2 separate regions of the Mus musculus genome follow, and region 2 is linked to region 1. A link is a contact called in public promoter capture Hi-C data. All regions are on one chromosome and are shown on one strand. The core of a region is the stretch at or near the end of the contact, and the rest is flanking DNA. Distances in the headings are between cores, read along the strand shown. Region 1 has its middle 26 kb from the start of Gm52879. Region 2 overlaps Tead4 (TEA domain family member 4).

What was found. Capture Hi-C pulls out chosen DNA fragments and counts their contacts.
Region 2: a contact with region 1 is called in a promoter capture Hi-C map of liver. The contact joins two enhancer-like sites. A contact is called at or near these places in 2 of 115 datasets of contacts at active chromatin or transcription factors (embryonic stem cells and pancreatic cancer cells) and 2 of 9 other capture datasets (liver and pancreatic islet).

Annotation. Positions count from the first base shown.
Region 1 is chr6:128,125,678-128,129,133 of GRCm38.p6, forward strand. It overlaps a transcript of Tspan9 not described here. Among named protein-coding and RNA genes, the nearest start is that of Gm52879, 26 kb to the left of the region's middle. Within about 2 kb of position 1,779, at least 8 of the 459 cell types and tissues checked have an H3K27ac peak or open chromatin away from gene starts, as enhancers often do. A contact at or near this core is called in liver, where this site is marked.
Region 2 is chr6:128,276,270-128,279,545 of GRCm38.p6, forward strand. All of the region lies in intron 1 of Tead4 (TEA domain family member 4), which reads right to left. Among named protein-coding and RNA genes, the nearest start is that of Tead4, 23 kb to the right of the region's middle. Within about 2 kb of position 1,357, at least 34 of the 459 cell types and tissues checked have an H3K27ac peak or open chromatin away from gene starts, as enhancers often do. A contact at or near this core is called in liver, where this site is marked.

The DNA of each region.
Region 1 (3,456 bases), core at 529-3,028:
TGGGAGAATGTTGGCATGGCAAGGGAGAGCAGAAGATGGCTTAGGAGACACGGGTGCAGCTGGAAAGTTGTAGAACACAAAAGGGTACCTGTGTCACAAACAAAGATACCCTCAGAGACCCACACACATAGACACAGACAGAGAGACAGAGACAGAGAGAGAGAGAGAGAGAGAGAGACATACACAGACACACACACAGAGACACAGACACACACACACACACACAGCAGTAATAGCCATATTTAGTGTTTAGTATTGAAAGCAAACGTTTCAAGATAACTGAGAGGATGTTTTCTTGTTGTTGTTTGAGACAGACTCGCTCACTACATAGCCATGGCTGTCCTGGAACTCTCTAGACCAGGATGGCCTCGAACTCACAGAGATCCACTGGCCTCTGCCTCCCAAGTGCTCAGATTAAAGACATGTTGCCACCATACCTCACAACTGAGAAGATGTTGAGTATCTTTCACACAAGGAAGTGATAAATGTTTTCCACACGAGGTATTATCCTGATCTGAGCACTACAAACTATACATATATTTGGGGATATCATACCTTATCCCATAAATTAATCTACTAAAAGTAAAATATAGGGGGTAGGAGCGTGGCTCATTTATAAAGTACATGCTTCGCATGCATAAAGCCGCAGGCTTGATCCCTAATTCTAAAACAGCTATTATTGTTCTGCGTGTGTGTCTGTGTGTGTCTGTGTGTCTGTGTATGCGTGTATCTGTGTGTGTGTCTGTGTGTCTATGTGTGTTTGTCTGTGTGTCTATGTGCATGTGTGCATATCTATGTGTGTGTGTGTGTTTGTGTATGCGTGTGTCTGTGTACGTGTGTATATCTGTGTGTGTGTGTCTATGTGTGTGACTTTGTGTGTGTCTGTGTGTGTATCTGTGTGTGTGACTCTGTGTGTGTATGAGTCTGTGGTGTGTGTGTGTGTGTGTGTGTGTGCATCTGTGTATATGTGTGAGTGTACCACCAGCATAGAAGGCCAGTAGAAGCTGTGTTAGCCCTGAGGCTGATGTTAACTCTATTTGATCAGAGGCTACAGAATAGGCCTATCCCACTGGGTTTAGAATGTGGTAGCAGCATGGCTTCAGTTCCTGGCATGAATTAAGACGGTTTAAAGATGCTTGCTTTAAAAGCACCACTACCACAAAACAGCACCTTCTGGGGGGTTCTTTAAAACTGCACAGCAGCCTCAGGAAGGCCAGGGAGCATGTCCTAGTCGGTCTTCTGCATCTACAAGAGGAACAGATTAAGGAATTGTTCCCTTTGAGGCAAGACCGGGAAGGATTCAGACACGTGTGTCTGGCTTGGCCCTCCCTGAAGATCTCATCCCCAGATGCCTGGCCAAGCTGCTGGCACACTGGCACAGGCTGCCTGCCTCACTGGGAGCTTCCACAGGACAGATATCAAGTGGCAGGACCTCGGCAACTTGCCAGGCTAGGGACAAATAGGTCCACAAGCCCCTCATACCATGGCTGGCCCAGTTTTCATTCCAAATTTGTAACTATGTTCTTCCTATCTTCATCAACAAACATTTAAGAGCCATTTTGTGGCTCTTCTGAGAGGGATCCAACCCTCCAACTCCCCCCATAGCTGGCCAGGGGTGCAGTCAGACAGCTTGGAGGAGGCACGCTCACCTTGTATAGCTGACTCCCTCCCCAGTTCTCTGAAAGTAAACCAAAGCTTTCATGGTAAGCTAAACAGCTCTGCCATCCAGTCTTCTTCCTTCTTCCAGCCATGGGCCAGAGTCAAACTCGGCACACTAGTCTAGGGAGCATGTGGACCTAAAGGAGGCAAAGGTCCTTTAGCCCAGAGTCACTGTCTCCCTCCCCTGACTAGAGTCCCTGCTCCTCCCCACACACACACAGACAGAGGCAGGCCCACCCACCTCTTCTGATGGGCACAGCACCACCAGGGCCAGCTACAGTGTAGGTCCAGGAAATCAAACGTGTGCCAGTTCCCCAGGGCTGAAGCCAATTCTGTGACTACCTTTCTTGATATGTGTGCCCTACAATTAATGTTCCCTAAAGCCAGGAAGCCTAAAAGAATTGGCTGGGGAGAAGACAATAGAGAAGGCCCCACAGTCCTGGCATATATATGCACAGGGTTCTTCTGCATGTGAACATGTGAGCGCCTTAGACAGAAAGGCCATCCCACCTGACCTGTCCCAAACTGCAGTGCTCCCGTCAAGAGAAAGTACATGGCACCCACAAGCTCACCCAGCACTGGGCATGGTGGCAGGGAGGCCTGCCTCTCCATTTCTTAACTCCCTCTCAGCCACACCTGTATTCCAGAGGTGTTACCTGAGACTGTCTCCTTTAAAATGGTCCCCACGGCCCAAGGCATAGTCCAGTGAGCATCCTCAGACAAGAATAATCCCTTTCTGCTAGGATACGAACAACCATGACTCAGGTTGGATAACCAGCAAATGGGGATGAGGGTGACATTGGGTACCAATGTTCTATGCCCAGTTGGTGTAACTATGAAAACCCCAGCTCTGCCAAAGGTGGGGCTTCGTATCTGAGCCCCACACAGAGGGCGCTAGCTGCATCTGCACCAATTCCTAACCTACTTGGCCGGCTGTCATCACAGCCCACTCCTGGGTACTACATAGTGTTATAGGACCATCCTGGCAGGAAACCAGAGATCTAGATAAAACAAAGAGTTGGTAGACACAAGCAGAAAAAAGCTGAAATGCACCTAGCCCTAGCCTAACTACAGCTCTCTTTTTGCTCAGAGCACCTAGTCCAAGAGTTTTTGGAAGAATTGGAGTGTTTAGCAATTATCCGCTGCTTCCTTGATACTGTGGCCCCCGAACACACTGAAGTTTGATCACTCCTCGCAGCCATGTAATAGGAGGTGGGGAAGGAGAGCAATGAGGTTACTTACATCCAGGAAGTTGGGTATCAGAGAGAGCCTCCTGGATCTTCTCAGATGGGAAGCTGACTGCCCATTTGCTTCAAACTACCAAACCCAACCCAGCAGGCTTAGGACCTCCACCCAGCTTTTCCAGAGGCCTGGCCAAAGTATGGCTAAGGATTTATAGCCTTGCCCAGAATGCCAGATTGCTCAAAGGACTGCAGAGTCAGCTTTACACATGCCCATCCACACTTAGCACTGGTACCCACGGAGCCAATAAGTTGGTCAGTCACCATCGGTGCCACCACAGAAGCATGATACTGTGTCCTTAACTCACCCAGGTACACGAGGCCACATTCCCTTCCCAATTACAGTCCTCAGCAAGTCCCCTTGCTGAGACATATCAGGCTGCCAAGAGTTTGTGCCTGGGGTGCAGAACGCATTCACCGTGAACCTCTTGGCTGCAAAACATTTCTTTTCCAAAAGATGCTGCCAGGGAGCTGGGAGAAAAGAAAGCCGAATGAGGAAGGTCCACTCTGCCTTTGTTCTTCTTTGAAGAATGCACACAGGCCAGAAGGATCGCAG
Region 2 (3,276 bases), core at 107-2,606, 150 kb after region 1:
TAGGGGCTAGACTGCTACTGTTGTAGCTCTGTGATAGAGTATTTGCCAGCCAAGCTCTTGGACCCTCCATGCTGGTCAATCTCCCACAAGACCACAGGGACTGTTCAACCCCACCTTGTAGTCTCTCCTCCCATACTTCCCCAGCCACGGCACACAGTCAGTACACATCCCCAGACACAACACACAGTCAGTATAAGGTGCTGGTGTGACAGGCTGTGGGCTGGGATTTCACTGTGCTTGCCTGTCCCCTGACCAGAGAACACGGTTATCGCTCAGACATCAGAGTCTGCCCTGCTCCTGGCTCAGTAGCCGGAACTTAGGCAGTCAGCATTACTGTTAATGAGCCGACTCTGCCAAAGGTTCCCTTTCTTTAGGCCAGGAAAAATAACACTGTTATTTTTGTGTGCGTTCTCCCACACACAATAGGATATTCTGGTAAACTTACTAGTCAGTTAATAATACCCTAATGTAGAAGGGAATGGTGACATGTGCCGGTATCTCAGAATTCTGGCGGCTGAGGCAGGAGGATTGTGAGCTTGAGACCATCATCTGGAGTCATCTGAGTTTTTGATGATATGTCCATGTCACCCCATTCTTATCGGGGGTAACATGGACTCTCAAAGCAATGTTAATTTCCATTTCTACACAGTTTCAGATTTTATGTGTATGGGTGTTAGGTCTGCACATATGTATGTGCCCCTGTGTGCTCCGTGCCTGCGGAAGGTCAGAAGAGGATGTTAAATCCCCAGAACTAGAGTAATAGAGGGCTATGTGCTGCCTGCCATGTGGGTGCTGGGAACCGAACCCAGGTCCTCTTGCAAGAGTAGCCAGTGCTCTTAACTGCTGAGCCAGCTCCCCAGCTCCACAGTGGGAGTTGTTTTTTGTGTTTATGTTAGAGCAGTAATATAAAACTGGTTTTGTTGTCGTTTTCTTTTTTGAGATAGGGTTGCACTACGTAACTCTGAACCGCCTAACTAGCCTAGAACTCTCTATATAAACCAGGCTGGCCTCGACCTCATAGAGTGCTTCCTGCCTCTGATGCCCTAGTGAGGGCATTAAAGGCATGCAATACTACACCCTGCCTGCATACTTTTACACTACCGTTTTGTATATCTCCTGAAATATATTCAATACCCACATCTAAGGGATGTTGGCAACAGTATGGCTGTGTGGCTGGCTAGACACTACGGCTCACAGCTGCTGTCCCACATGGCAGAAACATACTGTTTCTTACCAGCCAGGAAAACAGCAAAACTCAAGTTTCAAAGAACAATTTCTACTGAAAGTGTATCACTTCCACACCATTGTAAAGCAGAAAAGTCACATGTTGACCTTTGTACCCTGGGGACTGTCTGTGCTCATTAACTCATGGGATGTCAATATGTGATCTATAACCAACCCCCACAGTCTCCAATCCAAACAGGATGTGATGGAAATTGAAACTCAGAATGTTTACAAGATATCCCTGGATTACACAGAAATGAGGAAAGAACAGAAATGGGGAAAGAGTGGCGCACAAAGAAAGACGTGGTTCCCGCTGGCCTCCTCTCCAGCCACTGACTCTCAGAGATTTGGAGGTGTAGGACAAAGGTCCAGCCTCACCACCACCCTCACTGCCTGTGGACTCTGATACCACCCTAACTTAAGGACATGGGACACAACAGAACAGCTGCAGAAGTTCACAATGGGGACAGGTTGGGGTAAAAACTACCCCGGCCCAGGAATCATCCCCTGGGCTGGCAGAGCTCCCTGCATGGCTTGCTGAGTAGGACGAGAAATAACAAATCTAAACCCCAGATACTCTGCCCTGATCTAGTCTAGCTTTGGTCAGAGAGACACTACTGAGGCCTGGCTCCATCTAGTACAATGGCTCCTGACTACTAGCGAGCCCTGGCTAGTCCTACCAGATCAGACGCTCGCTATACCATAGTCTCGTTGCTATCTAGAGTTATACAATAACTGAAGCAAGAGTACAAGATAGCCCTGGAAACATTCAAGGAAGGCAGGGAAGAGACTTTGAGCCTTCACTATTCTGACCTTATCTCCAAAAAGAAAGAATGAAGGGGCTGGAGAGATAGCTCAGAAGTTGAGAATACTGGCTGCTCTTCCAGAGGACCTGTGCTCAATTCCCAGCAACCACATGGTAGCTCACACCTGTCTATAAGTACAGTTTCAGGGTTTCTGACACCTTCATACATGCAGGAAAAACAACAATGAACATAAAATACAACTATATATTTTTAAACATATATTTTTAAAAAATGGCCAGATAGAGGTGGTGCATGCCTTCAATAGCACTTGGGAGGCAGAGGCAGACTGATCTCTATGAGTTCAAAGCCAGTCTGATCTATAGAGCAAGTTCTAGGACAACCAGTGCTACACAGAGAAACTCTGTCTTAAAAACAAATAACAACAAAAAGAAAGAGAAAGAAAGGGAAGGAGGGAGGAAGGAAGGAAGGAAGGAAGGAAGGAAGGAAGGAAGGAAGGAAGGAAGGAAAGGAAAGGAAAGGGGAAAAAACAAGTTAGGCAATGCATTATGACCTGAAATTCCAGCACTCACCAGGCAGAAGCAGGAAGATCACAAGTTCAGAGGCAGCCTGGGGCTACATAGTGAGTTCCAAGCCAGCCACAGATAGAGAGAGACCTGTCTCAAAAACATAAAAATGAGCCAGCATAGTGATGCAGGTTGGTAACCCTGACAATAAGAAAGCTGAAGTAGGAGGTTCAAGGGCAGGCTACCCAATCTAGAAAGAAAAAAAAATCTGGAAAAAAAAAAGAGACAGAGAGAAACACCAGGCTGGTTGTATACCTGTCTGGTACCATGTAGGCAGGCACAAGGCTCTAGGATTGATCCTCCACTTTCACAAAGGAGGAAAAGGAAGAGACAATCTCCTCCCCTCCCCTCCCTTCTCTTCCGGAATCCCTGATGAATCATTCAGGATACTTCCCTTCTCAAGCAACACACCTTATAGCTATTCTGCCCCGAAGTCATGCTAAGGTGGAAGTAGGTAGGAGTCACAGGGTGATACACAAGCTCAGCATGCCTCCAGCTGCAGCACACACTAGCACAAAGCTGGATGGTGTCCCTTGGCTTTGGCAGATGCTGCCTCTGCCCACCACCTTGTCTTCAATGCTCAGCAACAACCCAGGAGTAGAGGGGGAGGAGGCAGTCTGATGAGAGGACCGCAGCGCTGGGTTAGAGTGACCACCTTCCCAGCCTCCTCCCATGATCCTGTTCCTGATACATGCACACACAGGGTAGAGAAGCCTACAGAA